Linked DNA regions of Mus musculus: region 2 is linked to region 1. A link is a contact called in public promoter capture Hi-C data. All regions are on one chromosome and are shown on one strand. Each heading gives the region's core, a stretch centred on a gene start, on an enhancer-like site or on the middle of the called end of the contact. The rest is flanking DNA. Distances are from core to core; before and after follow the strand shown.

Region 1 (7,777 bases), core at 1,656-4,155:
AGGATGACAACAAGGGTGACCCGTCTGAGAAGAGAAGATGCACGGAAGGTCAGCCCATCCATTTCCGGGTCTACACCAGTGACTGTCTGAGAATTCTGACATCTATCATGAAAACCCTATCAACTGGCTTGGGCTTAGATCAGTCAGGGTGGTGACAGTAGAGCAGACAAAATCAAGACAAATTTTTAAGGTTGAAACCAACAAATACACTAGTGGCTTGACTATGACAGTGTCCTCAGGGTAAATACCATGCCATACAGGTTACTGCACTGCTCTTGATTGCCCATCGTAACGAGATGGTAAAACCCTGCAGAAGACACAATACATTTGGACACAGGAAAAAAAAAAAAATCAAGCTGGAGTTGACCTGGCATTTCCTCCATGTTAACTGGTTTTCATAGTGCTGGAAGGCGCTGCACAGGCCACTGGAGGAGAAAAGCCATCACTTTTGGGTACTTCCCAGCAGTGACACTTGTGTGCTCCAGTAAGGAATGGCCTGACAGACAAGACATGCCCACGGAGGGAATTCATACCTGGGATTGTAAACCTGCTCAAAAGCCCATAGCCAGGGAGATTATGAGCCTAAGGGAGAACCTACTACTGCGGTATTTCTAAAACAGACATGATGTCAAGCCACCTTCTAAATATTTATGTCTACACCTATAGATTGGTGCTGCTCTCAGCCTTGGCCAGGGAAGCCTCTGTCTACTTGCAGCTAATGCAGAGACTCAAAACTGGTCAAAGTGCTGAGAATGAGTGATTGTTGAGAGCTCAGCCCTTAATGGGACATCTGTTATCAACACCCCACACAAAGCAAAGGCTCGGGAAACATAGTGCAAGGGGGGACAGAAAGAACCCAGGAGTCAGAAGATGGCAAAAAGAGTTCAGTGAGATGCTATCTTCTGGACACGGCACAGCCATGGCACTTGTGAACTGACTGCAGCCACGCCATTTACACAAGACCCACATAGGATCAACCAGTAAAATCAGCCCTCAGACCAAGAAAAAAGAGGTCGTGAAAATGGGAGGAGATGTTTGAGTGTCCCTTGGAGGGGTGTGAGAGGAGAGTTAGGGCATATATACTCAAGACATAGCATATGCATGTACAAAAATGTCAGACACTGGAAGCTGGAAGAACAGGAAAGGAAAAGAGGATGGAGGGAGGAGAAAGGGAAGAAGGAATGACAGAAAGGAAGCAAATATTACACCAGAAGAAAAAGAGGCGGCAATGCAAACCGTAAAATCAGTCTCGTTTACTTCCAGGGCAGGCAGGCTGTCAAAACAGGCCCCAAGCCCATAGGAAAAAAAAGAGACAGAAAGAATATGCAGGCAGCTATAGCTGACTCCCTCCCAAAACATTGGGGTCTAAAAAGAAAGGTGAGGCTGGAGAGACAGCTCAGCAATTAAAGAGCACTTGCTGTCCTTGCAGAGGACCCAGGTTCACTTCCCAGCACACACATGGTGCTTCACCATGTGTGTGCTTACAGACTGGAGTCTGTAACTCCAGTTCCAGAAAATCTATTGCATCTTCTGGACTCCAGGCATACAGTACACAGACATACATGCAGTAAGGAAAAAAAAAAAAAAAAAACTCATCACATAAAAATAAAAATATGGGCTGAAGAGATGGCTCAGCAGGTAAGAGCACTGACTGCTCTTCCAGAGGTCCTGAGTTCAAATCCCAGCAGCCACATGGTGGCTCACAACCATCTGTAATTAGATCTGATACCCTCTTCTGGCGTGTCTAAAGACAGCTACAGTGTACTTATATATAGTAAATAAACAAATTTAAAAAAAAAAGTTGTGGGCCACTATACTCAGCTATATACATATACGTACACATACACACACACACACACACACACATATATTATACACATGTACGTACACACACACACACATATACATATATCAAAAAAAAAAGGACGAAAGAAAAAGTTGAGTGTACTGGTGCACACCTTTAATTTCAACATTGGGAATAAGAGGCAGGCCGATCTCTATGGGTTTGAAGCCAACCTGCTCTACATTGTGAGTTCCAGGGCAGTCAGAGATACATAGTGAAAACCTGTCTAGAAAAAAAGAAAGATGTAACAGGCCTGTCGTTAGTGGCCTGAGAGGCCAAGGCAGGAGGATGGCGAGATCCAAGCCAACCTGGGTACGATGAAACTGGAAAAGAGGGAGAGCAGAAGAGGATGGAAGGAGGAAAGAGAAAGGGAGGAAAGAATGACAGGTGAGTAGCAAACATAACACCCTAGGAAAAAGAGGCTGCGATGCAGACCGTAAAAAAAAAAAAAAAAACCAGAATCAGTCTTGTTTACTTCCGGGGCAGGCGGGCTGACAAAACAGGCCCCAAGCCCAAAGCAGTAAGGCGCTGTGCTCATTAGCGCAACTAGGGTGCGGCAGGCCACGTCCTTATGTTACATATGGTATTTCTCTGTCCGCCTGTGAAACTGATTCCTCATCTTTCCACCTCTAACACTCATCGTTCTGCTTCATCCAGCTTTCTCGAACGTCCCTGCTACTGTCTAGCTCGGTCCGCCAGTGCCCTGGGGCAAGCGGCCCCCGTGGATCTTCCAGGCCTCTGGCAGACAGAAGGCGCCGCGTGGCTATTCTTCCCATCCCTGTCTTGCATCTGCGTCTAAAAACGCTTAGCGTCCCTTTTCGGAGTCCCAGGGTCAAGGTCTTCCTGCGGGTCCTGGACACCTTAGGCCCCCAGCCTGGCCCGACCGCGACCCGCATGGATCTTACCTGAGATCACCGCTGTGCGTGGAGCCTACGACCCCTGGCCCGCTGCTGCCCCGCCGAGCAGCAGCTTGCTCCGTCCAGCCCCGCCCCGACCCGGCCTGCCCGGGGCCTTGACTGCGCGCTTAGCACCTGCCCAGGCCTGCGCGGACCGGAAGTGGGTGGCGGATGCTGTCAAGCAGGTGCCCTATGGAAAGGGCTGACGTCCGGTTCCTCTCTAGGAAGCTCGGAGGTCCGAGAAGGAGGTATGTCTCTATGGTCGGTCATGGCCACTCCAGGTTCCCATCTCCTGGCTCTATTGCACTTCCATATATATATGGAATAAATAAATAAATATATATTTATTTATTTATTTATTCCATATATATATATTTTAATGAGTCTCTACAAAAAGTAGTTTTTCTGCCCTAGTCTGAGAGATGGATTAGTCTATGTGTAGAAACATAAATATTTTAACATTTGTCTAGGTTTATTTAGTGTGTGTCAGAGGACAACCTGTGGAGTGGGTTCTCTCCTTCCACCACATAGGTCCCAGGAATAGAACTCACACATCGGGCTTGGGGGCATGCACTTTGACCCAATGAGCCATCGCACTGTCCCCAAACATAAATATTTAGAAGGCAATTGGACAATATGTTCTTTTAAGAAAGGTAATAGTTTTAACTGTACCTTGACAATCTAGGATCATCTAGGAAGAGTCTTTTTTTTTTGGGGGGGGGGGGGTCGAGACATGGTTTCTCTGTGTAGCCCTGGCTGTCCTGGAACTCACTCTGTAGACCAGGCTGGCCTCGAACTCAGAAATGCGCCTGCCTCTGCCTCCCGAGTGCTGGAATTAAAGGTGTGTGCCACCACGCCCGACTGGAAGAGTCTTAATAAAGTGTTAGACAATCCCTCCGGGACAGGGTGGCCTGTGGGCATGATGCAGGAAGAGCCAGTCTACTATGGGTGGGTTTGGGTCTTGGACTGTATAAGAAGGGAGATAAACAGTAAGCATACAGATACTAATTCATTTCTCCCTGCTTTTGACTGTGGATACGATGTGACCAGCTTCTTCAAGTTTCTGCTGCCTTGACACCCCTACAATGAGGACTGTAATCTGGAATTGTGAGCCAAAATAAACGGTCTCCCCAAAGCTGTTTCTGCTTGTTTCTTGGTATGTTTGCTTGCTTGCTTGCTTGCTTGCTTGTTTTGTTTGAGACAAGGTCTCTCTATGTAGTTCTGGCTGTTCAGAAACTTGCTGTATAGGTCAGGTTGGCCTTGAACTCAGAGAGATCTGCCTCTGCTTCCCAAATGCTGGGATTAAAATACTGTCAGTACCATGCCTGCCTAATGACTGTATGCTTTTAACTTTCTCATTTTAGTGTACTAACTATTGCAGAATTCCTACAAAACACATGTATACTGGCTTCTCTGGGAAAACAAAGAAACATCTTGTGATAGGAGGGTTGTTTTAGAGCAGCTGACATTTTAGTTAGGCTTAGACATGATTTCCTCTTTCAGGGAAAGACAGGAAACGGTGTTGGAACTAGAGACTGGTGCTCAGGCCAAATATGGTAGTGCATATCATTACTATTAGCACCAAGGAGGCAGAGGCAGGCAGATCCCTATGAGTTCCAGGCCAGCCTGCTCTACAGAGTTCTGGAACAGCCAAAGCTACATAGTAAGACCCAAAATGAAGTAAATTTTTCATTTTGCTTTGGTTTGGGTTTTTGCTCTGCATTTGTTTGTTTGTTTGTTTGTTTGTTTGTTTGTTTTGAAACAAGATTTCTCTGTGTAGCCCTGGATGTTCTGGTTCACTCTGTAGACCAGGCTGGCCTCGAACTCAGAGACCTGCCTGCCTCTGCCTCCTGAGTTAGCCCTGAGGGGTTAAAGGGATGTACCACCATGCCCATTTTAGCGCATAACTCTTTAATATCATTAATTCAAATACCTATTGTGATTATGTTCTTTTTTTAAAAATTCAGTCATTTGAATATTGTAATACATTCTCTCCCATTGACCTCCAGGTTTGGATTTTGAAGAATAGTTCAACATAGTGGTTATTATTATTATAATATTATTATTATTATATATTATTATATATTATAATATCATATATATTATAATATTATAATATAATATTATTATTATTTTAAGAAACTGAAAAAATTTAAAAGGAGAAAAGATAAAAAGAAAATCCTTGAGTAGGCAGCAGTTCAAGGAATTTTGATAGGATCGTATTCCAGTTTCGTTCAGGCAGAATCACGGCCAATACAAAGGAGTGGAGGATTAGCCAAACTTCATGAACCAAAGGCAGCAAAGACCATCAAGGACGGGGAGGTATGCTTAGGAATACTCACACAGATGGAGGAAGAGCAGAGCACGGGTCTTCTGGGGTGATGTTACTGATCCTTCAAGAAACAGGAGGGGTTGGAGAGATGGCTCAGGGGTTAAGAGCACTGACTGCTCTTCCAGAGGTCCTGTGTTCAGTTGGCAGCAACCACACGGTAGCTCATTACCATCTGTAATGGGATTCAATGCCCCTTCTGGTGTGCATGAAGAGGTCAACAGTGTACTCACATACATAAAATAAATAAATAATTTTTTATTTTAAAAAAGGGGGGCTGGAGAGATGGCTCAGCAGTTAAGAGCACTGACTGCTCTTCCAGAGGTTCAGAGTTCAAATCCCAGCAACCACATGGTGGCTCACAACCATCTGTAATGAGATCTGATGCCCTCTTCTGGTGTGTCTGAAGACAGCTACAGTGTACTTATATATAATAAATAAATCTTTAAAAAATAAAATAAACAGCACTCAGGAGGTAGAGGTAGGCAGATTTCTGAGTTCGAGGCCAGCCTGGTCTACAGAGTGAGTTCCAGGACAACCATGGCTACACAAAGAAACCCTGTCTCACAGACTTAGGAGGCAGAAGCAGGTAGATCTCTGTGAGTTTGAGACCAACCTGGTCTACATAGCAAGGACCTTCCTAAAGTAAACAAGCAAGCAAACCAAAGCAAGTACTGTGCCCGACAGCACTCAAAGGGAGACAGGAGGATCAGAAACTCACTCTTGGCTCTATAGCAAGTTAAAGAGCAGCCTGGGCTACATGAGAAATACCCTCCCCAAAAAAAAAAATTTTTTTAAATGGCTCAAGTACCTTCACCATTTTCTAAGTTCAGTGTATTTGCATTACCTCTTAAGTGTTCCCAGGCCTGAGCACATTATCTGCAAGGCACTACCCACAGTTGGTTAGGGCCAAAGTCCACCCTGCTTTGACAGTCAGGATCTCCCCTTAGCTGAGGCTGTGTCTATGCATGTGGGTGCTGAGGGTCCCCTTTGGGTGCTAGGAACTTCAGCCTCACAGAGCAAAACCCTCCTTCACCCCTGCATTGAGCTCTCCTAACTTAGAAATTCTGTGCCTACAACTGTTCCCATCCCACCAACCTAACTGATAATAATTAGCCTCCTCCTAGCTTCCTATTTTCCTCTCATCCCAAGAGAGTAGAGACTCAGAAAATGTCCTTATGGGACCAGCAAGATGATTCTTCAGGTAAAGACACTGACACCAACCCTGATCCTGGGGAGAGCCCATATGATGGACATAGACAACTAATTTCTAAAAGTTATCCTCTGACTTTCAAATGCATGCAACAGTATGTATGCATGAACACGCATGCATGCCGTCATGTAAATATACACACAAGTAAATAAATAGATTCAATTAAAACTTGTAGCCAGTCTGTGATGGCATGCGCTTTTAATCACATCTCTGTGAGTTCCAGATTGCCTAGTCTATAGAGTGAGTTCCAGGACAGTCAGTTCTACACAGAGAGACCCTATCCTGTCTTTAAAAACCACACTGTGGCAGTGAGTTTTGGCTACACGCCTTTGTGCTCCCGGCAGATCACAAGCATACACCAGCCCAGGAGCTATCTTTGGATCCTCAAATGAAAGACACATGCACATTAGCTTATTTTTAAAATGTCTCAGCTACCTCAAAGGCTGGGCACTGCTGAACCTTTCCCTGCTACCCAAGGCCCAATCAGGGAAGTGGCCAGTGGCCACTTACCTGAAATCTCACATGACTGGTTGGCTTTGTCTCCTGCTGCTCCTGTATCCCATCCTTCTTTCCTGAGTCATGGTGGTCTTCCTCTCTGCATCCTACCCAAGAGACTCGAAGGGTCCCAACTTGTGCCCAACAATTAACCACTGGCATCTTTATTGATTGATCAAAAACTGGTTAGGGACAAGGACCTTCAGTGTCTGGGCATGCAGATTCCTTATTGAATCAAGGACATAGAACCAATCTCCAACACCACAAAAAAAAAATTTTTTTTCTTAAAGAAATGTCATTGTAGTCTTGTTAAGTTTTGTTCTCTACCCTCAACTTCTTCTGTCTTGCCTCCTTCCCCATGCCCCAGCCCCTGCATTGCCCTATCTCCCTTCCCTCCCTTCCCAGGTTGCTCCTTACTGGATATGATGCTTCCAACATCTGATATGGGAGCAGTTTCCAAAAAGACCACTAAAAAATACTTCTAGGTCTCCTGGTTCATGAGCCGTACCCAGGAGGGAAAATGGAAAGCAGTGCAAGTAATGCATTTGCAGAGAACCCATGGAGGTCAAGGCCACAGCGATGGCCCACGTGAATCCCCTCATAGCCCTGATGTCTGCAATCAGCACCAACTGTACAAGGGAAATGTGATGGCAGAGTGGGCCAGCCCCAGAGCAAAGAGGATGCCTCTGTGTACCACACAAGCACAGCTCGATCAGTTCATTTTATCATCTCCAGGCCTCTGCAACTGACCTACAACATTCGAGAAATGCCATCTACTGATAGCTCACTGGGGCGTTGTTAGGTATGGTGAGTGGCTTCTCTAAGCACCAATTTCCTCATCTAGAAAAACTGAGAGGCTGGCCAAGGCCCTTCTCACAGCCTCAAATGCACTGCCACTTTAAGTCTTTAGCTCTGTTGCCAGCATGGTGTCTCCTCGCTGCCCTTCTGTGTCAGCTGTTTGCCTTTTGGTTGTAGAACAAGGACCTAGGGGAGACAATGAC
Region 2 (7,777 bases), core at 3,700-6,199, 2.6 Mb before region 1:
CTAAGACAAAGGCTTTGCAAACGTGGATGCTAGCTCAGTCCTCTATCTATAATAAAGCCCTGATAGTAATGCCACTGAAAAGCTGTGCAATATTTTTACCATTTAACTGTTCCCACTGAGTTTCATTGTTTATTTTGATGTCTTTCATGGGTTCTCATGTAAATTAATTTTTAAAATATTTATTATGTGCATGGATGTTTTGCCTGTATGTCTGTCTTTGTAGCACCTGTGTGTCTGATGCCCTTGGAGAACAGAAGAGGACACCAGATTCCCAAGACTGCAGTTACAGACAGTTGTTAGCTGCTATGTGGGTGCTGGGAAATAAATCCCAGTCCTCTAGAAAAACTGCTAGTGCTCTTAACCACTGAGCCATCCCTCTGTCTCCTAAATCTTCTAGTAAAAATGTTTAAGTTATTTTACAAGAACTCAACAAGCATGTGTTTAATATTACTGCCACTTTGATGGGATGCTGCTCCTAAGACAGGCTAGCTAAGACTCTTCCTTCAGTGCTGTACCTTTATAAAGACATGTCAAACCACATGCTTAAGAGACCCACAGTTAGGACCCGACCACGGTCACTGTCCTGCTAAGTACTGTCTAAAGCAGGGTCTGAGGGCCCCAAAGCCTACAAGCCCTGCCACAGCCACCCACTGAGCACTGTGAACAGATCGCCATCAGAGAGGGAGAACATGAAAACGGCCTTCCTGTGCAGTCTCCCTGTACAATTGGGGAAAAAAAATGACATTTCCTGGAGGGGTTCGGTCGTTGGTGGGGCTCAGCAGGACTAGCTGGTGGCTAGCCTATTAATTTTCTTTAAAAACTGTCTGTGCATGTTTGCCCTGGTTCCCACAGAGGCCAGAAGAGGGCATCTGATTCCCTGGAAATGGAGTTACAGGTGGTTATGAGCCTCCATGGGGCTGCTGGGAACTAAACCAGGGTCCTCAGGAAGAACAAATACTATAACTGCTGAGCCACCTCTCCAGCCCTCAGCCTATTAATTTTACTACAGATCAAATTATGACTCCAAGAGGCCATATCCTGTGTCTTTCCTACTAATCCAAAATGGACTATGTATGTGCCCAGACCTCAGCACCAGGATGCCAGAATGCCACTCTACTGCAGGAAAAGTCAGCATTTTCAGTTAGGATGGAAATACACTGGAAGTCACATCGACCTTGTATTGTATGAGCAGAAAAGTGATGTGCCAGGGGCAGACGACTGGAACAGGTGTCTAAAGAAGGAAATCACAGAAGCAGGTAGGACAGGGAGCTGGAGAACACAAACAAAAGCAGCCACCACGAAGTGCCAGAGCGAGCTGGGCACACGTGCGTGTTCTCGGGTACTGACTCCCTTGCTCCGACTGTGTAACACAAGTACTGTTCACTCTGGTCACCGACTGGAACGCTGAGCACCTGTCACAAGACGTCGTCCAGGGGACAACAGAGCTGGGACCCAAAACCAAGCAGCCACAGCACGTCATCCTTTCTCTCTCCGTCTCTGCCTCTCTCCCTCCCTTTCTGATTCTTATTGACAATAAGAGTTTTCTCAAACCTCTACACACACAGTAATCTCATAAAAACACAAAGCCAGAAACCACAACATATAAACAAAAGATCTCTAAGTTAGAAAAAAATGAAGTTCCACTGAGCTTGTCTGGCCTGCCCTTACGTGTAGCGTCTAGGTTATGGACGGGGGCTTTTGTCCACTTCCTGCCTAAGCACTGGTACCCCATCTGGCTTGTGCCGGCTCTGTGCCTGCTGCCTGCCACAGGCTTTGCAAGTTCATGTTTGCTTTAGCACTGCTGTGTCAGGAAAGAAGGCCTTGTTTCCTCGGTGTATACCCACCATCCTTTCTCCCCCCCCCCCCCCCCCCCCCCGACCCCGTCTCTCAGGGGTGGGGTGGGACGGGGTGAGGGAGACTTTTCAAGACAGGCTTTCCATGTAGCCCTGGCCGTTCTGGAACTCACAGGACAGTTCTGCCTCCCAAGTGCTGGGATTAAAGGCATGCACCACCGCCACCCAGCCACCATCCTTTCTTAAGGAGGTGTGTGTGTGTGTGTGTGTTTCATGTATGCCAGGTCTGACATTCGGAGATTCTCCTGTGTGTGTGTGTGTGTGTGTGTGTGTGTGTGCGTGTGTGCACGTGTGTGTGTGTGCTCGAGTGTGTGTGTGAGTGTTTCATGTAGGCCAGAGTGTGTGTGTGTGTGTTTCATGTAGGCCAGAGTGTGTGTGTGTGTGTGTTTCATGTAGGCCAGAGTGTGTGTGTGTGTGTTTCATGTAGGCCAGAGTGTGTGTGCGTTTCATGTGTGTGTGCGTGCGTGCATGTGTGTGTGTGTGTGTGTGTGTGTGTTTCATGTAGGCCAGAACTGACATTCAGTGGTGCTTCCCCTGCTGCTCTCCGCCTTATGCTCTGAGGCAGGCTCTCACTGGCACAGTGACCATCAACTGGCTAGGGTGACCTGCCCTTAAATGGGTGTTGGGGATCCAAACTCAAGTCATACTTGCCCAGTCCTTTGTTAACCACTGCTATATAAATGCTATATTTTCGTGTCTCCTGCAGTCAGTAGCATCGAGAGGTCAACGGCTGAGTTACGAGCAGTAAGAATCCTACTAAACTAAGGGCTAGGGCTATAGATCTCAGAGGTAGAGCGCTTGCTTCCCATTATACGACACCCTAGGTTCAAACTCCAGGGCTAGCTCCCTCATCAAACGAGCCCAGAGAATCCTACCAATAGTCCCAGACACTAGGAGGACCCCCTTCCTGCAAGCCCGCATGCTGTTATTCTGCTACAAGAGTTCTCCAGCTACAAGGAACATGCAAGAATCAAATACACATTTACAGCCTTCCAGGGAGAGCACCTTGGAGAGAATCCACAAGAAGCGCTTCGTGAGAACGAGCGAGACACAGCCCCAGCTCCCCGACATACCCTTTCCGGAGAAGATCGTGACTCTCGAAAGGCCCGCTGGCTGAGAGCTCCGCGACTGGAATACTGTCCTTCAGCTCCGACCCAAGACCTCTGGCGTTCTACAACACAAAGTCAATGCGCTGGTTAGAGGACAGAGGCGCTAAGAACCGTGCCCTTAAGGAACCCAGGATCTACAGAGAGAGCCTTAAGTGCTGCGGTAGCCAGCGCACGGGGTACATTGAGCACCGCATCCGAAGGTAGAAAGACTCCTGCTCTGACTTCTAAATGTGGCAGCAGGGAGAGCATCGTATGAAGAAAAAGAAAAGGAATGAAGACAAACTACGGCCAGTTTGAGATGACTGACATGATTGAAGGGGTAAAATTCAAAGGTGGACAGTCGTATGTACCAAAAAACTTGAGCTTTACCCTAATCTTGGTATGATCAGCCAGATCTGCTTCACTGGAAAGAACCTTCCCATTGGCTGTAGTGTTTTAACCCAATGAAAAGGCTGAGGACAGAACCCCAGGGAACAGGCAGGTCAAATATAATACCAGAGGTGGAATTACGGCATGACACCTAGACATGAGGTCATAGGATCTGACAGAAAGGGGGAGGAGCTGTCTTCTATGATTAAAAATAAATGCAGCTAGTTGAAACAGTGCAAAAGGCTAAAAACAGCTCCTTTGGAACTGTCACTGTCACCCGACATCTGACAGCACAAACTGCTTAGATACAGGTGACCTGGTCTCTGTTACTAGTCTAGACCAAACAATTCTGAGAAAGCAGCTAGTTGATAGACTTACTTCACCTGTGTATTTGACCTGGCAGCTCGCATGGGGGGGAATGTCAGCAGCCCCAACTGGGTCTTGCTTGAGCCTCACCAGTCTCCCCAATTCTGCACAAGGTTTCCCCAAAACACACCACCTCACCAACAAAATCGCTAACAATCTCCTTCTAGACCTCATTAACATCTGAGAAATAGAGTTCGGGGCTCCAACTCTATAATTCAAGGGCCTGGTACTGTTGGTGTCCCCACTCTTCACACAGGAAACCACGGGGATCAGGAAGACAACAGGTAATCTATCCTGGACAGTCACCTACTCCGTGACTGCCAGTCAAGCACAGACTTCCAGGACTGGCCCTGTCTATGATTATAGCTGTCCCAATGCTGACTGACACCACTACAGTACAGTGTTCTCCTGGGGACAGATGTACTGAAAAGCACCAAAGGAGAAGTTTCGCTACACACAAAGGGGAAATTCTGAACTCTAGTATTGCTGTTACTATCGTCCCGGTGTCCTTTTGTAAAATATGAGGACTCCTTAAGGTTCTAGTTCAGTGTCAGATACAAGTTAAGTCTATGAAGACCTAAAAACCATTCATATTTCAGCGTTTCTCACATTCCTTTACACTGGTTAGCGGTCTCTGCCAATCCAAGCTTTCTGGACGTGGGCAGATGGCGTGCGGAGGAGTGCCATAGTGACTCAGGACTATGCTCAAAGAGAAACAGAAAGTGGGGCAGGAGGAGAGGCCAGAAGGGGAGGAGAGGCCAGAGGGGGATGCGAGGGAGTTCAAGCACTAACTATACGAACAAAACGGGAGCGACACATGGCACACAGAGAGATGTTTGTAAACCGAGGCTGAGCTGTACGAATGCAACGGGCGGTCGTGCGCCTTGGCGGGTGTAGGGGTGCAGTCACCCTAAGGGAGAAGGCACGTGGCGTGTCCCAACACGCACACAAGGCTTGGCTTTCGGAGGTGCCCAGTGCATGGAGTGCATCCGCCTCCACTGCTGGGAAGGGGCGCTGTGGCCTGGGAGGCCCGGGGAACTGACCCGCGCCGTCCGATCGGAGCCAGGACCACCCGAGAGAGTGCAGCCCGGGTCCCGCCCACGTCAGACACCCGCCGGGACCGGGCAGTCGCGATCGTGCCCGCACCACGAGTACCCGCCGCGACGGCGGCCCTCCGCGCTCACTCACCATCTTTGAAACAGCTCTGTGAGATCTATAAACCTGCTCGAGTCCGCCGGCCAAACCGCTCACTTCCGTTTCCGGGGCCGAGACGCCCACCCCTCCGCCCCATCCGCCGGAAGTGCGTCCTTCCGGCCAGGAAGGAAAGGGGGCGTGGGAGGAGCAGGGAGTAGCGTTGGGCCGGGGCTCCCACGCTCGCTGTCCCCCGGTGAGCGAGGGCCAAGGGCGCAGCTCGGGTGTGCACTGGCCCTGGCCTCGCGGGACGGTGTTAGATGGGCGTGTGCAAATGCACAGACTTCCCACGGGCCATCCAAGGACGCACGGTGGTGATTTACATAAAGTCCTTCTGCTGAGTCAAAAGTGGGACAACAGGCCTTTACGGTTTTATAAATCGAAGGTCCGAGGCTGGGTATGTGTAGAACCTAAGGAAAGGACCAAGCTAGCTTAGGCACCGAGCCTCAGGCAGAGGCGGGCTCCAGGGTTGTGGGGTGTGGATATTTCCGAACTTGGGGGGCAATCACAACCTGAGTCCCAAGTCAGGTCTGGCCACCGGTTCGTTCATAATAAGCAACTTAAAAGCGGGAGGCAGAAGGCGGCGATATGGTCAGTGTGGCCAGACTGGAAGACAGCAAAGACTTGGGAGGTTCCCTGGGACTAAGTCCTTTTCGGTGACATGGGGGTGGTGGTGGTGACAATTTTAAGTCAGGGTCATCAGAGCTAACGTATGTCAGGCTCTTAGAATTACAAATAACGTGGTTCTACATGTTGTACATGAGTCATCTCCCTAAGTCTTTTCATTAAGCTTTTTTTTTTTTTTTTGTTATTCGAGACAGGGTTTCTCTGTGTAGCCCTGGCTGTCCTGGAACTCACTCTGTAGACTAGGCTGGCCTCGAACTCAGAAATCCGCCTGCCTCTGCCTCCCAAGTGCTGGGATTAAAGGCGTGCACCACCACGCCCGGCTTTTCATTAAGCTTTTTAAAATTAATTTTTAAAGGATTCCTCTAAAACGTTTTGTTTGACTGTCTGCGTGTGCATCAGGTGTGTGCCTGGTGCCCTCACACTCTTTTGCAACATTAGCGGTGTTTGCCAACACGAAAGAGTCTTAGGGTCTTATAGGACTGGAGTTATAGGTAGATGGTTGGGAACCACCCTCTGGGTGCTGGGAAAGGGACGCAACAGATGCTCTTAACCGCGGAGCCATCTCTCCAGCCCTGTTGCTCACATTATGAGAGTATGGCATAGCACGAAGGAGAAGAAGACAAAACAGGTCTTAGCTGTGCTGGCCGGAGGATGAGGCGGCTGGTCACTTGGGTTCTGCAGTCAGAAGCAGAGAGAAATGAATGTCGTCCTCTTGTTTTTGTCTTGTTACTCAGCCTAGGACCCCAGCCTATGGGATGGCGCCTCCCACATTCAGGGTACATCATTTTTAAAATGATGTAAATGACTTCACTGATATGCCCAGACTGTCTCCTCTCAGAGAACCCGGGTTCCTTTCACATCACTCTCATCAGGAGGCTCAAAGCCATCTGTAACTCAGCTTAAGACGATCCAATGCCCTCTTCTGGCCTTGAACTGTACTCATGTACACAGATACATAAAACCAAAGACCATCACCATACCAACATGTCTTTGGCCTGATCCCATGAGCCCTTTCTTTGTTAAGTGCATTTAAGATATCTATTTACATATCTGTTCCTCCAGGAAAATTCCAGCATCTCACACGTAAGGAAATTCCTTTTTTTATAATTTCATTGCCCAGTACTAAAAGAAATGTTCAGCAAGTGTTCAGGACTGACTCTGTATCACTCAGCATGTGCAGTCAACAAACATTAAATGATTATGTTTTTGAAGTAGGATTCCAGTAGCTCACACTGCCCACCAGCTCACTCTGTGTCTGAACGTGAGTGTGTACTCATAATCCTCCTGTCTCTGTCTCCTGAATCTACCATTACAGGCATGGGCCATGATGCCCTGAGATTTTTTTTTCTTAAGCTGCAGTTATAAGGGCTAGAAAAATGAAAAAAGATCTATGTTCAGTTCCCAGCATTTTCTGATTTGGGCTCAATATGCACACACACACACACACACACACACACACACCCAGTTCATTGTTTGCATGGGCAGGTCTAATAATTCTCCTTTACATACGGTGATGGTTTGTATATGCTTGGCCCAGGGAGTGGCACTATTAGGAGGTGTGGCCTCGTTGGAGTGGGTGTGGTCTTGTTGGAGTAGGTGTGTCACTGTGGGCATGGGCTTAAGACCCTCACCCTAGCTGCCTGGAAGCCAATCTTCTGTTAGCAGCCTTCAGATGAAGATGCAGAACTCTCAGCTCCTCCTGCACCACGCCTGTCTGGATGCTGCTGTGTTCTTGCCTTGATGATAATGGACTGACTCTCTGAACCTGTAAGCCAGCCCCAATTAAATGTTGTCCTTTTTTTTTTTAAGATTTATTTATTATATGTAAGTACATTGTAGCTGTCTTCAGACACTCCAGAAGAGGGAGTCAGATCTCATTACGGATGGTTGTGAGCCACCATGTGGTTGCTGGGATTTGAACTCCGGACCTTCGGAAGAGCAGTCCGGTGCTCTTACCCACTGAGCCATCTCACCAGCCCAAATGTTGTCCTTTTAAGAGTTGCCTTGGTCTTGGTGTTTGTTCACAGCAATGAAACCCTAACTAAGACATACTTTACTACCAAATGAGCCAGCTCTTATCCTTTGACTATTGGCCCAGTGAGTCTTAAAGTCGTTGCCTTAAGTAATGGTGGCTTAAGTCGTGGTGGCCAAACACAGGACCATTTATTTTAACACTTAAAGCAATACAGTGTAGTATTTGGAGCAACTCTGAACTCAGGCTGGGTCCTTGGGTATATTTACTTAACATGTCTCCTTGGGTAT

Evidence for each region. Capture Hi-C pulls out chosen DNA fragments and counts their contacts.
Region 2: a promoter capture Hi-C map of liver shows a contact between it and region 1, with 4 times the contacts expected there. The contact joins the promoter of Pomp here to the promoter of Zscan25 in region 1. A contact is called at or near these places in 1 of 39 promoter capture datasets (pre-B cells), 1 of 484 Hi-C or Micro-C datasets (B cells) and 1 of 9 other capture datasets (liver).

The regions. Positions count from the first base shown.
Region 1 is chr5:145,275,599-145,283,375 of GRCm38.p6, reverse strand. Zscan25 (zinc finger and SCAN domain containing 25) reads right to left here and starts at 2,905. Exons shown (of 6, transcript NM_001081431.2): 1 at 2,749-2,905; 2 at 1-24. It overlaps Gm38740 (a long non-coding RNA gene), which reads left to right and starts at 2,327. Exons shown (of 2, transcript XR_868692.2): 1 at 2,327-2,987; 2 at 3,790-3,870.
Region 2 is chr5:147,857,800-147,865,576 of GRCm38.p6, reverse strand. Pomp (proteasome maturation protein) reads right to left here and starts at 4,949. Exons shown (of 6, transcript NM_025624.3): 1 at 4,886-4,949; 2 at 2,927-3,024. The coding sequence starts at 4,888.